4 separate regions of the Sus scrofa genome follow, and regions 1, 2 and 3 are each linked to region 4. The links are chromatin contacts, called in public Hi-C and HiChIP or PLAC-seq maps. All regions are on one chromosome and are shown on one strand. The core of a region is the stretch at or near the end of the contact, and the rest is flanking DNA. Distances in the headings are between cores, read along the strand shown. Region 1 overlaps LOC102159394 (a long non-coding RNA gene). Region 2 overlaps LOC110259422 (a long non-coding RNA gene). Region 3 overlaps LOC102159394 (a long non-coding RNA gene). Region 4 has its middle 570 kb from the start of MEF2C.

Region 1 (3,533 bases), core at 562-3,061, 470 kb after region 4:
AGTTCTTGGAAACTATGTGTCTGCTATGGTGGCTGTTGGCTCCTGTGAATGGAAAAAAGTGCCACAGAGAATTTCAACCAACATGAAGCAACTGTTCCAAAGAATGTGGCTTAAGATTTTCAAAGACCAGTCAGACAGTTAAAGCATGCAGCTGTACTAGAAGGTGACCAAGAATAAGAATAGATGAATCAAATAACAAATGCATTACAAGACAGGTTTGAATTGCCAGGACTAAGTTAAGTTTTTTGTAGTTTTACCTGAAGAGCATTCATATTTCAAAAGAAACTAAATTAAAATAATATAAACAAACGGAATAAATTTCAAAAATGAGCAGCGGTAAATAAAATGGTAAATAAATCCTGTCCCAAGTCAGAAGTTATCCTGACAATGGGAAATACCTAAATCCTATATGTTCTTTTGAGGATAACACATATGATAATTTTAAATCACACTAAAATTCAACTACAAAATTCTCCCAGAATAAATTAGCTTCCAAAAATCAAACATTTTCAGAGAGCCTATAAAAAAAAGATAAGTGTGAAGTGTAGGCCTTCTGTGGAATCACCAAAATCTCTCAGCTCTTTATTCTTCTTTCTAAAAAGTTTCCCTGCCGAAATATAATTTAGAGAACATGAAGAAAATAAATGTAAGATGAGCCAAAAAAAAGTATGAGGCCTGAAACTACAATGACAATTTAGGGAATATAAATGTTATTAAACTTCAACTCATTTCTTCCTGGTGAATGCAACCCATCATCTTCAAAGGAAATAGGGCTTGACCAATGCCGTTGTGAATTACTTATACAAATTAAATATGCCACTTCTACTGAAAACTTTAGGTCAGCAGCAGATGTTGGTAAATTCCTACAGAAATGCATGCCCAGAGAACGTTTTTTTTTTTCTTTTTTTTTTAAATGGCAGAAATCTGCTAGCTATTCCTGCCTTATCTGCAACAGCTGAGCAATCTTTCAGTGCCACGCGGAGACGGAAAACTTGGCTCAGATATAGCGTGGACAAGCTTGCCTTAATCACATTGCTCTTTTACATGTGCACAAGGACATCAACATTGACAGTACAGAGTAAAGCAGCCATTTGCTGAAAACAACTGTCAACGTTGTCAAGTTTTTGGAACCTCTTATAATGTGATTTGTATGACAAATCTTGTGGCATTTTGTTTGTCAGCAACAGTAGTGAATTTCCATGTATCTGGGAAGGCAGGAGAACTGTTCAGAAGTGGATTCGGTTTCTTTACACAGACTGCGTTAAAGGAAAACAGTTATTAATTTTTAAATGACAGATTTCAAATAGATCCAGAATTTTAAAAGTGGAATTTCGTTAAAAAAAAAAAAAAAAAAAACACAAGTCGATTTCCCCCCTTCCACTCAAACCTTGAAAAACTGCAATAGTAGTTCAATTTTCTTTTGTTGCACTCCAGGTTTTGAAAACTGTTACTGTAAAAATATTAATATTTTCTGAGACTGGGATCTGTGGCAATAATTACTAGGGTGTGCTTGAAGTGACAACAGTGAGTTCAGTCCTCTCCTCCAAAGAATTAGGTGCGCACTGCCATGCAGCTCTTGAAAACGGATGTAGCAAGTTACAGCTAACCTAGCACACACACCGGTGTTATTCAACAATGTGCCTATTAAGAGACGATTACAGAGATCTTATGGTTCATTAGTTTCTCAACATTTCCTTCACTCCTACTCTGAGCTGTGTTTTTCATACCGCTCTTCCTTAATGTGCTTCACACGTTTGTCCTCGGCCAAGGTCTTCCCCCGTGTGGGTGGAATCCGCTTGGACAGGCCGCATGACAGACAGCACAGCCTCCCTTCCTGCACCTGCTCTGAAATGCCCTTGGGTGTGTGAGATCAGTGTAGCCACCCAGACAGGAAAATCTCAGGTTCTGCCCATTTGCACGACTTAACAGTTCCGTCAGAACAGATCTAATGAGGGAATCTTTTCTGGGCTTCCTCTCATGTGGATCTGGTTAGAAAAGTCCAGAAAAGACATCCTCTCACCCTGTTATGATCCTTTTCCCCCCTCCTCAAAAGATGCTGAACATATTGCCTAGAACCATCTTCATAAATATTAGCTATTCAATAGCTTTTTTAATTGAATTGAATTGAAATGAACAAAACAGAGACAGTTAAAGAAAGAATGCTTCAAATTCCATGATACCCAGTTCTCCCTCCTGTTTTCCTTCCCTTTATTTTTCTGGAAAAGTACTGGATGAGGTGCCTAGAGCAGCAATAGAAATATAACACAAGCCATAAATGCAAGTCACATAGGTAATTTTAAATTTTCCAGTACCCATATTAAAAAGTAAGTAGAGGAGTTCCCTTGTGGTGCAATGAGTTAAAGACCTGGCAATCACTGCAGAGGCCTAGGTTGACACTGTGGTATGGATTCAATTCATGGCCCAGGAACTTCCACATGGCATAGGCAAGCCAAACAAACAAACAAACAAACAAAAAAACCAAAAAAGAAAAAGTAAATGGAAACAGATGAAATAATCTTAATAAATTTATATTTAACCCAGTACATCCATAATGTTCTGTAAAATATTTCTGTTTTAACTCACAACATAGAAAACAAACATACAGTTACCAAAGGAGAAAGGTGCATGGGGGGGAAATAAATTATGTTTGGGATTAATATACACACAATACTATATATAAAATAATCAACAGGGAACTACTGGAGAGCACAAGGAAATCTATTCAATATTATATAAAAATTTATATGGTAGGAGTTCCCATCGTGGCTCAGTGGTTAACGAATCCAACTAGGAACCATGAGGTTGCGGGTTCAATCCCTGGCCTTGCTCAGAGGGTTAAGGATCTGGCATTGCCATGAGCTGTGGTGTAGGTTTGCTATTTCCTCTTTCATTCCCCAGATATCCCTCACTCTTTCCTTTTTCCTTTATTTTTTTTATTTTTTTTATTTTTTTTGCTGGTTGCTAGTTAAAAATCTTACAGGGAAAGGCTCAATGTGTTCTATGGTTTAAAAAACTACTCTGAAATGCTTAAGGTATCAGTCTTTTCCCACCCAATAGCAGTTTATCTTCATGTAATCCTACACTTGGGATAATATCAACAGCTTCCTTTTCTGAATGGCCACTATTTCTAAAAGACACATTCCATGGGTCTGGTACCCTTCTTCCACCTTCTAGCTGGGCTTTGATACTTCCAGACTAGAGCTTAGCTGAGTGTCAAAGATAATAATGTAGAGGTAAAAAGGCAGGACCTCTGTACCAAAATTTATTTTAAACATCTAGTTTATCCTCTATTTATAAAAACAGTTAAAATTGAAAGTTACACATGTGGTTGAAATTCAATTACTTTTTTTTAGTCCAACTTAAAGGTGTTCACAGGAAAACGGGGATCTAGAGTGGAAAATGAGGAGTTTTATGAAAGCAACCACCCTTTCTAGTTCAAGTGTCTTTTCATCTTTAAGTTTTCCTAAAAGAATTTTTTAGCTAATATTTTTCACTAATTAACCTGCTCATGGGTAGGAAATGCTTGGGTAGGA
Region 2 (3,404 bases), core at 216-2,715, 360 kb before region 4:
GTAAGGTTCCCCTGTCTATTTTGACCTTAACCAACACTGGTGATTCCTAGCCTGGGTGCCAAGGGACCATGAGGAGTGACGGAGTTATTGGATGGGGACCACCAATCCATATGTGAACAAGCCTTTTTTTGTAATCTGAATAAATATTTCTAACATGAAAATGTACTGTGTTTTTTTCTAAATACATGTAAATCAATAAAATACAAATATATTTCAAATTAATATTTAATTCATTTATATTTTCTCCATTAATGGAGAGTATTTTTTACCTTGTAATTGGCAGTGCCCACTGAATTAAATTTTAAGACAAGATGATATTACTGGCCACAGTACCTCATTGACACCAAATTGAAAGGATTTTTTTTTTTTTTTATATCTGTGTTGTGAGTTGGTCATCAGTAATTTCACATTATTTTGATCAGCAGCATACTACTCTTAGTAATATAAATAACAACAATTATAATAGCTATTGCATTACATGCTGGCACTTGTTAGTTTATGTGCCAATTCTGTAAAGTAATTGTTATTATTTCCATTTCACCAAGAGGAAACCAAGTCTAAGAGAAGTCAAGTGCATTGCCTTAGGATGAACAGCAAACTAGTTGGTAATGATGGCCTAATTTGGCCATCTGACTCTGAGGGCCCTTCTCTTTTACTCCATCATATCACAGAGGATAATATGAGAAAAAAAATGTATACACACACACATATGACTGGGCCACTTTGCTGTACAGTAGAAATTGACAGAACACTGTAAATCAAGTATAATGGAAAAAATAAAAATCATAGGGAAAAGAAGACTTAAAAAAAAGGAACAAAAAACAAGCAATGGTATGGAAATTTAAAAGTGTAGAAAAGAGGAGTTCCTATTGTGGCTCAGTGGGCTAAGATCCCACCACAATGTCTGTGAGGATGTGGGCTTCATCTCTGGCCTCGCACAGTGGGCTAAGGATCCTGTGTTGCTGCAAAGCTGTGAACACAGCTCCATTCTGGCATTGCTCTGGCTGTGGCATAGGCCAGGGGCTGCAGCTCCAATTTGACCCCTAGCCTGGGAACTTCCATATGCCATGGGTGCAGCCTTAAAAAGAAAAAAAAAATGTGTAGAAGGGAAAAGAAGGAAAGAGCTGCACGCCCTCACAGACTAAAACTTAGGAGATCTGGGGCCTTATCAGTAGGGCCTCTGAAGGTTTTCAGCTCATTAATATCTGTGGTGAAATATGTGCCAGCCTCACCTACTCCCTCTCTTCTGCATCCTTCATCTCATTATTCTCCCTTCCATTGTGGAAAATCCTACTGTTTGTTTACAATCCAGAGTTTTAAAGAGGCTGAACTAAAATTGGCTGCTTCTGGGACATCCCTGCCAATGGATGGGATCCAAATTGGCTCTGCCATGGAGAGGCAGCTATGCCCACATAAGGATATTTTGGCTTAGTGCTTCTGTCATCTTGTTGCCAGGCAGACAATCATCCAGGAGTGGGAAAACCCAGCCAGGGCAAATGTTTACAGCTAGAGTGGTCAGCCGGTTAGAGCACTAGTCTGAGGAAAGACTGTCTGGATGTTATGTTTGACTCCTCATGGGAAGCACTTAATAATGTTCGACAAATCACTTAGCCTTTTAGTCCTCAGTCTGATGGACAAGGACTGCAGTATATATACCTCCTACCTTCCTGGGGATTTTTTTAGTGTTCAGTTTATTTCCCCCAGTCCTGACAATATAGGAAATAACAACTTTCTTTTCTGATTTGAAAACAGGGTAATAATTTTCTTTGCAGCTTTTCTAATGTTATAGTCAAGTTGAGGAGAAAGAACAATTCTCTCAGCCTTAGAAGGAAGTCTTCCCTTTAAATATTTTTCATCAGCTAATATATTACCTGAAGATGGGAAGAAAGGGTATGTGTACAAAAATCACATGTAGAAACCATATTTGTAATATATATATATATATATATATATATATATATATATACAGTATTTATGTAAAGATGTCTTTATCTAGACATTCCAGCCTAGCTCCTAGTTAAGCCACAACTTTTGTAACAGGAAAGCAAATCAGATTTGACTACATTGGCTGTTTAACTGAAGGAGCCACACAGATGGAAAAGAAGCACAGACAAATTGCTTTTGGCTCTGCTTTCCTTTATAACAACATCAGATATTTTTAGTTTCTTTCTCTTTATGCGTTGTGCATGTTTCTGCCTCATATAGAAAGTCATTGCACATTGTCTTCATCAGTTTTGCCACCCTCTGTGAACAGGCCCATTTAGCTTTTCATTTACCCCCAAATTCCTGAGATCCAAAGATCCCATGGGCAAGTCTGTTTTTCACTTGTAAACGATGGGCAGATAGAAATAACTTAATGTCATGGAAACATTATTTATAGAATAGAGAATCTTATACTTTGATCTCATGGTAGATGTATATTTCTGATTAACACAAAGGACTTTTCCAAGCTGGGTAGAGCTATACACCACCTTAATTCTAGTACTTAGAGTAGACCTTTTCTCCTATGACACACCCTATGTTAATATAATGAACTGTGAGCGTCATTAAAAATTATTTAGGTAACGTTCACATGAGCCCTTCATAAATTGCTCACTTTGCTCTCACTCTCTTGAACTTTCTCATTTGTGAATAGCAATAGTAGTTATTTTCATATCCAAATTCCTTGTGATATTACAGTGTCAGTTTGGAAAGAGAATGGCTGCATGTTTCATCCTCTCATCATTATTATCCTCCAAAACTGGTCTATGAGCAAGGACTTAAAAACATAGGACTCAAACAAAGGGACTTCTTTAAAAGTTAGTCGTAGAGTGCCATTCGACCAAGCAATTTCACTCGTAGGATCTACCACAAATTTGTGTTCATATAAATATCTGTTGATCAATATTTATAGCAGCATTATGAATAATAGTCCCAAATTGGAACCAATCCAAATGTCTATCAGCAGGGAACAGAATAAAGAAAATGTGGTATATCCATATAATAGAACACAATTCAGGAATAAAAATTAACAAACTACTACTGATGCTTGAAACAACAGAGGTTATACTAAGTGAAAGAAGCCAGAAAAAAAGACTATATACTACATGATTAAATATACATGGAGGGACTTCTGGTTGTGGCTCAGTGGTAACAAACCCTGCAGTATCCATAAGGATGCAGGTTTGATTCCTGTCCCTGCTCAGTGTGTTAAGGATCCTGTATTGCTGTGAGCTGCAGTGTAGGTCACAGAAGTGGTTCAGATCTGGTGTTGCTACAGCTGTGGCGTAGGCTGACAGCTGTTGCTCTGACAGGGAACTTCCATGCGCTGTGGGTGCAGCCCTAAAAAAAAAAAGAAAAAAAAATACATGAAATTTCCAGAAACAGAAAATCTTTGGAGGAAAATGCAGATCACTAGCTGCCTA
Region 3 (3,466 bases), core at 450-2,949, 500 kb after region 4:
CTTTATATTGCTATAACTTGATAATGGTGCACAACATACAGATTCAATCAAGGTCATGAAAATATATTCAAATTAATATTTAATTTTTTCTGACCCTTCAGAAAAGAAATTGTTTAGTAGATATCTACCACATTCTGAATTTAAAATAATTTATGTTAACCCTGGGCTTTGGAGCAATATTTGCCTGTGAGAATGTTCACTTTAAAATCCAGACATGCAGGGGTTCCCATCGTGGCTCAGTGGTTAACGAATCCGACTAGGAACCATGAGGTTGCAGGTTCAATCCCTGGCCTTGCTCAGTGGGTTAAGGATCCCGCGTTGCCGTGAGCTGTGGTGTAGGTCACAGACGCAGCTTGGATCTAGCGTTGCTGTGGCCGCTGGCAACGGCTCCAATTAGACCCCTAGCCTGGGAACTTCCATATGCCTGCGGGTGCGGCCCAAGAAAAGACAAAAAGACAAAAAAAAAAAAAATCCAGACATGCAAATGAATTTTTTTAAAAAAAAAGAAAGAGAGGGGAGCTTAAAACATTAATATAGGATAGGGGAGGAAATTATGGGCAGAGTTTCCCTGCAAGGAATTAGTCTAAAATCACCTCCAACAGCTCCATGATACCATTTAGCAGCTAAATTATATATCTAAATTTACAAATAAATTTCTATTACATTTAGTCCAAATCAACATTAGTCATTAATCAGCAAACCATTTAACAATATGAAATAACAGTATGCAAATCAATTGCAAGCAAAATAATCAGTAAATAATATCCATTTCTAACAACTGGGAAAGACAGAGGTGTCAAAGCAAAATATGAAAAATTACAAGACTTTCAAATAAATTCAGTCACTTCTCTGCATCTCAAAGGGGTGTTAGTGAAGGTCAATGACTTGTCCCTCATCTGCCTTTGAAGGATCATGAATGCTTTCTCCTTAGCGTTGAAGACTGACTGCTGTCCAAAGAACACCAGAGCAGAAGTAGGCAGCTTGGCTGTAGTCTCCTTTTCACTGCTTAGTAATTTTATAACTGGAAACAAGTCATGCAACCTCTGTGAGGCTCCTGAATGGATGAGACTCTTTACTGGGCTGTGTGTAAATCATAGAAAAGGAAGTTTTCGTTACCCAGTAGAAGGAGTTTCCTCTGCCGCCTTTGAAATCCCAAGAGGACTCTGGGCCATATTGGTGGGTTCCTGTCTGCAAAGGCATACCCTGCCTCTCCCTACTGCTCTAAGTAGACTATCACATCAGCATTTCGAATAATTAAAACACCAATATTAACCTATGAAATTAGAGAGCAAAACAAAATCACTTTGTAATACACTACAGACCAGCTGGCCATATTTTTCCCACTTGGGCACCCTGGTTACAAAACAAGAAAGCTCTTACCCTCAAAATGATATTACCACACATAGCTTTGAACTTTTCAGTGCTCTATAAGCCTAAGCTGACACAAAGGACTTCATGGTTATTTAATGTTTTTGGTTTTATAAAATAGGAGAAAAATTTTTAATGAAAAAAACCTTCACTACACTCACTGCTGTGAGCCAGCACGTGAATATATTTGTTCATGTCAAAGAAACACTGGAACAAGAATTGGGCACAGCAGAGAACCCCTAATGTGAGGTGTTAAAAATATCTGGATCCAAGAGAGGTTAGTGGCAGCAGCTGGGTATGGAGAGAGGTTAAAGGCTGGGAATGTGGATCACCGTGTTGCCTGGGATGCCAGTGTTGTGAAGGCCCCTCGTGACTGCTCAGCAGATAGAGGTAATTGCAAGGTCATAAGGAACACTGGTATTGACTGAAAGACTCTTTCATGAAAAGCCACATATCCTAAGTGATCAAGAACAATGCTAGTCCTGGCTGCAGGGCTCCTAGGCTCACCGCAGCCAGCAATCACTGAGTGCACGTGTTTGTGGGCCAACTGTCACTAAGGTAGAGGTTCCTGGATCCAGAGCCTATTTTACAGGCTGGGATTCTGAGATCCAAGGAGCATATTCCACCCAAGAAAAAATAAGCACTACTCCTTAGAGAAGTGAAGATGAAGAAGTGTACAGAAATTTAAGAGAATTGGGTCCCTACATTATCACTTTTCCAACTACAATGGGCAGAATACATGTGGTATGTCTTAAAATATGAACCAAGACCAGCAATGGAAAAATTCGTGCCATTCTGAACTCTCATTCTTACTGTTTGGAAAGGCATTCACTAACTTACAAGTTCCACAAAGCTTGTTGAGTTGGGAGAACAGGAATGAATAATGGAGAAAAGGTAGAGTTACAGAATTAGGACTTTGCAGATTTTGTGCTTACCCCTGCACTAAGGCAGTGGCTTGCAAACAAAACATACATAAGAAACAACAGAGAAGCTAGTTAAAATGCAGATTCCTGCAATTGTGGCTCAATGGCCCTGAGGCGAGGCCCAGGAATCTGAATCTGAGGCACTCTGATGAAGTGTTCCCTGTGCTGGATTGTTCCATCCTCACTAGAGCTTTCTCTTCTTTTAGAGGGTCAGTTCTCCTGCTCCTGCTAGTAGCAGACAACCAGCACTTAGGGATCTAAGGTCCTGAAAAATCAAAGTGAACATATGGATACATATGGATGTTCTATGTCCACTGTTATTTACTTTCTGATAAAATCATGCTTAGGTAGTTCATTTATTTTAATTAATTTTATGTGGATTGGCAAATGATAAGACTCACCCAGTACTAGTGACAAGCCAAAAATCATTGTCAAGCTCTACTTGAGTTTCAAGCACTAAATAGTATAGCTTGAAATATGAAAAATGGCTTGAATGACTCTTTGGGAAAGTCATGAAAAAGGAGCACAGACAAGTGTTTATTATGAGAAGTATGTATGCATGCACATTCACGTTTTAGAATACTTAATTAATCATCACTGACCTAAGGAGTTTAAAGGTTGCAGCTTAGGGATAATGTAAGGGAAACCACAGGCTTTTATTCTCCAGTGTGAGTCACTTTGTGGCTATAGACTTCATAAACTACAATCTCACAGCTATGTAAGGGTGAGGTGAGAATGTGTGGATGGAAGAACACAAATCCTTTGCAAATAGAAGATCAAAAAGATAAGCACACGCTTTATTCTCTGTGAGTTAATCATCATTGTAATCAAAGAGTAATTATAGTGATTAATAACAAAAATAATCATAGAAACTTTTCTATGACCATACTGTCTATAGCATACACCATTAATTGTTTAGAAATAAGCTCCTTTGTTAGTAGTATTTTATTTTGAAGTGATTCAGATAAATAGAAAAATATTATTAATGAAATCCTATGATTCTGAAACAGAAAAATGGAGCTTTCCCAAAGCAAAACTGATTGTTAATAACCTGTGTGTGTGTGTGTGTGCATGCATATGTGTTTTTATTGAGTTTACAAATGAAAATAAAAAATTTACAACTGAAGATAAAGAGATGGCACAGAAAAGATGAAGGAAAGAAAAGGAGAAAAGGA
Region 4 (3,593 bases), core at 614-3,113:
GAAATAGTTCATCTGAATTGGTCTAAGTGTGCATTTGAGTTTCTGTCTGGAGAACATGAGTTGACCATAAATTCCTGATTCTGCATTTTAGCCAGAACAGTCTATCTTATTCTGGTGAAGAGGTTTGAAGCATTATCTTCATTATAACCTCTGATTCTACAAAAACTAAAGAGTAATGTTCTTTATATATATATGTGTGTGTGTACATTTTAAAATTGAATGTTAAATTGATGCAGTGTCAAATATATTTCAATAAAAAATGGTATTCTTTGAATTTCTATAAATTACACTCTGAGGATAACCAGGACAGGATAGTTTATACTGAGATAAGCTCCAATATTGCATTTGATTAGCATAACAAAAGGGTGCTTCTTGCTAGTATTAAATGTTCCTTACAAGACAACTGGGTACTCTGTTCTGTCTTGTCACTCCAGGCAGATGAAGCTTCTACCATTTGGAAAATTGCTAGTTTCCCTGGCACAAGTAGGGAACAACAGCAAACTGAACTTGTAAAGATTCCATCTTGAAATGACACCTGTTACTTATCCTCACATTTCATTAACCAAAGCAAGTCATAAGAACATAAATGTTTTTCATGTCATGAGGACAGGGAAATGCAATTTTACCATGTGACCAAAAGAAGAGATACTAGTGACCAATCACATGAAACAAACCAACCAGTGAGAAGGCTGAACGATTTTGTCCATTTCTATTGTTGTTTATAGTTCTGTGGAACCTATATTGATGAATGTGGTCACAATTAAGGTGTAATTTATCCTTTATAGTCTTGTTGTAGAAAACAAAAATAGCTCCCTACTTATTGAGATCCATTTCCCTTTCCTTTTTTCCATAAAAGACAAGCCACTGGAAAATTATTGGACTTGTAAAAACTTAACTTTACAATAAATAACATGGAGTCTAGTCCCTAAGTCTCATTGTACACAGTATAGCAGAGCTATGGGTTTTTGGTTTTTGTTTTGTTTTTTGTTTTTTTTTCCATTTATTTTGTATGTTCTTTCTTTCTCTGTTGAAAGTCAGGGCTCTTTGCTTTATATCCCAAAATGTCCTTGGATTGACATCGCCATTATGGCTCCAGTTGTTATTGCTGTGCTGTTGCCAAGGCAGCCAAAATATAGAGCTGGGTTCAAAGTAGTAACTGGGTGTGTAAGATGGTAGTCACTTCCACTCGCTCATGAATACAGCTGCTCTGAATGTGACAAATACCATTATCATCATGGGTCTTGTTACCTCAAACCACAAGGTGCTATCTGAACAAATGCTTGGTTTTAACTGTCAGATTCTTGGATGTGTCACATTTTTCTTTGGATCTTTGGGTTATTGTAACAGCTGTTTGTAAACATTGTAAAGCTCACAATAGATACAGAATGGGTAAGAATATTTTGACCCAAATGTCTGCCCTCTGAACCATTATAAGGAATGCAGCATGTCTGCTGACACTTAAAGCAGTAGATTTAAATAGCAACCAGGATCAACTTCCAGCTGAATAAGTCAATAGGCATTTTCAGTTTCTGACTCCATCTGGGTCAGTTTTCTTTCACTGGCTGGTCTGGGAAAATCCAAGGGTGTTCAGACTTTAAATGAAAAAAAGAGTAGCAAATAGGTATTACCAATAAGATTTTGTCTGGGCAGTGTTTTCTCTAAGAGTCTAATATATCCACTTCGATAGTTAAAGTTACTAGTGCTTGTTGAACAGCAATCTTTTTCTTTAGAAACAGGGACACGGGCAGCTTTAGAATTTGTCATGCTCTGATCTCTTTCATTCTGAAAATACCCCATGCTATTTTATGTAGTGGTAATGAGTTAGATATTTCTAGTGCTCGCCTGGGTAAGCAGTCATGAGGGCTGTTGTAATAAATAAATAGTAAGAGCACACTGCTCTGATAATAGCAACTTTCATTGAAGGATGTGAATGTGCCTTGCAAAAGAGTGATACAGAATCCTTAGAAAGGCTTTTATTAGCAGAAATGTAACACAATTTTAAATGGAGCAGTAAGGCAGAATGGAGAAATCATCTCTGACATTGTGTTTCTAGTATCAATTGTAATTTTGGACACCCTGGCTCTCAACCTAAGCAGTTAAGAAGCAAAGAAAAATTCCCAGACAGAAATGCACTTACAGCACATTGATTATAGGAAATCTTGACCTCGGGATTTCTAGATTTTGAAGATGCCACATATCTGCCAACAAATTGTATCAGACAGCCACCAGTGGAAGTATCCAACTGCTATATATAGTGGAAATTTTACTTAGGATTAAAAAAAATTCTTACATAATAGGCATCCTTTTGTTTACTCTTCACAGAATAATTAGATATATTATAGCTATGACCTACAAGAGTTAAAGAAGTTTTCTACCAAGCTTGCTTAAATACAGTAAAATATCTCTGTATATATACTTATACTACATATTTGCTTGTATTTATACATACAAAGGGCTATAACAATAGAGATATTTCATATATTTGTTTCTAGTCAGTAGCATTGGTGGTATGGTGGTGAGCATAGCTGCCTTCAATATATTTGTTTCTAAAATAAGAATTTTCTTAAAGAAAATTAATCTCTTCTTACTTAAAAAACATATTTAGCACATAATTAAAGTTAGGATTAAGTACATAACCACCAGGGTAAGGTAATTTAGGTACGTGCTGGATAACCAGACAAGTCAGGCTAAGATTTAAGTTCACTTTGGTTAATAGAGAACTGACTGAATGTGGGACATATGATTTCATTTTAAAGGTGCAGGGGAATCCTTTTAATGTTTTTTCATGTGATGTTTGGACAAACTGAAGTATGTTCTAAACACACACACACACACAAGGAGAATCTCAAACTGAAACTGGCAAGGTTGTATTCTGCCGTTTTTATATGGTGATGCTGTTTGTCAGGTAAGAGTCTATTTCTTTCTATTGCCCTCTGCATCTCTTTGTATTATTCTAGTCTGTCTTTCTAGATTTTAATCCTGCTCCAAAGTTCCTAGGAGCATAAGTTTAGTGCCTCTGAGAACGTAGGGATTTTATAAAGTGCCATTCCATAGATTTTACTTTTTATCTGTTGTTACAACTTTTCTAGACTGGAGTCCTAAAGTGCTTTGGACTATATAATGTCATGTGGATATCAGTATATTACTCATCCTATGTAACATGAAAGCAAATATCCATCCTATCAAGGGATTTGTTCACAGAATTTTCTGTAGAAATAATGTTACAAATGGTCACTATGTTTTTAAATTCACAGAAAAGGGATAAAAACAAATCTTCACCTCGTATGTTACATTCAGTATCCCTGTTCCCCACCCAGACACCTCTTCTCCTGGTCAGAAATGTCAGGCTCTTAGAATAGTGATCTTGGCTTTGTTAATAGAAAATGATCTGAGAGTACGAATTCCCACTAGTTCATGAAAGTTGTCAGCGACTGTTAATCCCTTAAACTCCCAAAGTTGAGTGTAGTTAGAATAATTGTTGCTCGCATAAATCATGAATTTGTAGAATCCTAACACAACATAATAAACCAAAGTTTAAATTGTTCAGATAATATGTTGAAGATTTACTTTTCAGTTAGTATGTGAGATCATAC

The links. A called contact is a pair of places that touch in the nucleus more often than the background predicts. HiChIP or PLAC-seq counts read pairs in DNA pulled down with a chosen protein or histone mark.
Region 1: a contact with region 4 is called in an H3K27ac HiChIP or PLAC-seq map of skeletal muscle. The contact joins two enhancer-like sites. A contact is called at or near these places in 1 of 47 Hi-C or Micro-C datasets (epiblast stem cells) and 1 of 2 datasets of contacts at active chromatin or transcription factors (skeletal muscle).
Region 2: a contact with region 4 is called in a Hi-C map of skeletal muscle, with 4 times the contacts expected there. The contact joins two enhancer-like sites. A contact is called at or near these places in 1 of 47 Hi-C or Micro-C datasets (skeletal muscle) and 1 of 2 datasets of contacts at active chromatin or transcription factors (skeletal muscle).
Region 3: an H3K27ac HiChIP or PLAC-seq map of skeletal muscle shows a contact between it and region 4. The contact joins two enhancer-like sites. A contact is called at or near these places in 2 of 5 promoter capture datasets (fetal liver and liver), 4 of 47 Hi-C or Micro-C datasets (fetal skeletal muscle, psoas muscle and skeletal muscle) and 1 of 2 datasets of contacts at active chromatin or transcription factors (skeletal muscle).

The regions. Positions count from the first base shown.
Region 1 is chr2:96,319,234-96,322,766 of Sscrofa11.1, reverse strand. The region is part of intron 3 of LOC102159394 (a long non-coding RNA gene); the gene reads right to left. Among named protein-coding and RNA genes, the nearest start is that of MEF2C, 100 kb to the right of the region's middle. Within about 2 kb of position 1,811, at least 2 of the 83 cell types and tissues checked have an H3K27ac peak or open chromatin away from gene starts, as enhancers often do. A contact at or near this core is called in skeletal muscle, where this site is marked.
Region 2 is chr2:97,147,627-97,151,030 of Sscrofa11.1, reverse strand. The region is part of intron 3 of LOC110259422 (a long non-coding RNA gene); the gene reads left to right. Among named protein-coding and RNA genes, the nearest start is that of CETN3, 440 kb to the left of the region's middle. Within about 2 kb of position 1,465, at least 1 of the 83 cell types and tissues checked has an H3K27ac peak or open chromatin away from gene starts, as enhancers often do. A contact at or near this core is called in skeletal muscle, where this site is marked.
Region 3 is chr2:96,289,479-96,292,944 of Sscrofa11.1, reverse strand. All of the region lies in intron 1 of LOC102159394 (a long non-coding RNA gene), which reads right to left. It also overlaps a transcript of MEF2C not described here. Among named protein-coding and RNA genes, the nearest start is that of MEF2C, 74 kb to the right of the region's middle. Within about 2 kb of position 1,699, at least 2 of the 83 cell types and tissues checked have an H3K27ac peak or open chromatin away from gene starts, as enhancers often do. A contact at or near this core is called in fetal skeletal muscle and skeletal muscle, where this site is marked.
Region 4 is chr2:96,785,446-96,789,038 of Sscrofa11.1, reverse strand. No RefSeq gene overlaps it. Among named protein-coding and RNA genes, the nearest start is that of MEF2C, 570 kb to the right of the region's middle. Within about 2 kb of position 1,863, at least 10 of the 83 cell types and tissues checked have an H3K27ac peak or open chromatin away from gene starts, as enhancers often do. A contact at or near this core is called in fetal skeletal muscle and skeletal muscle, where this site is marked.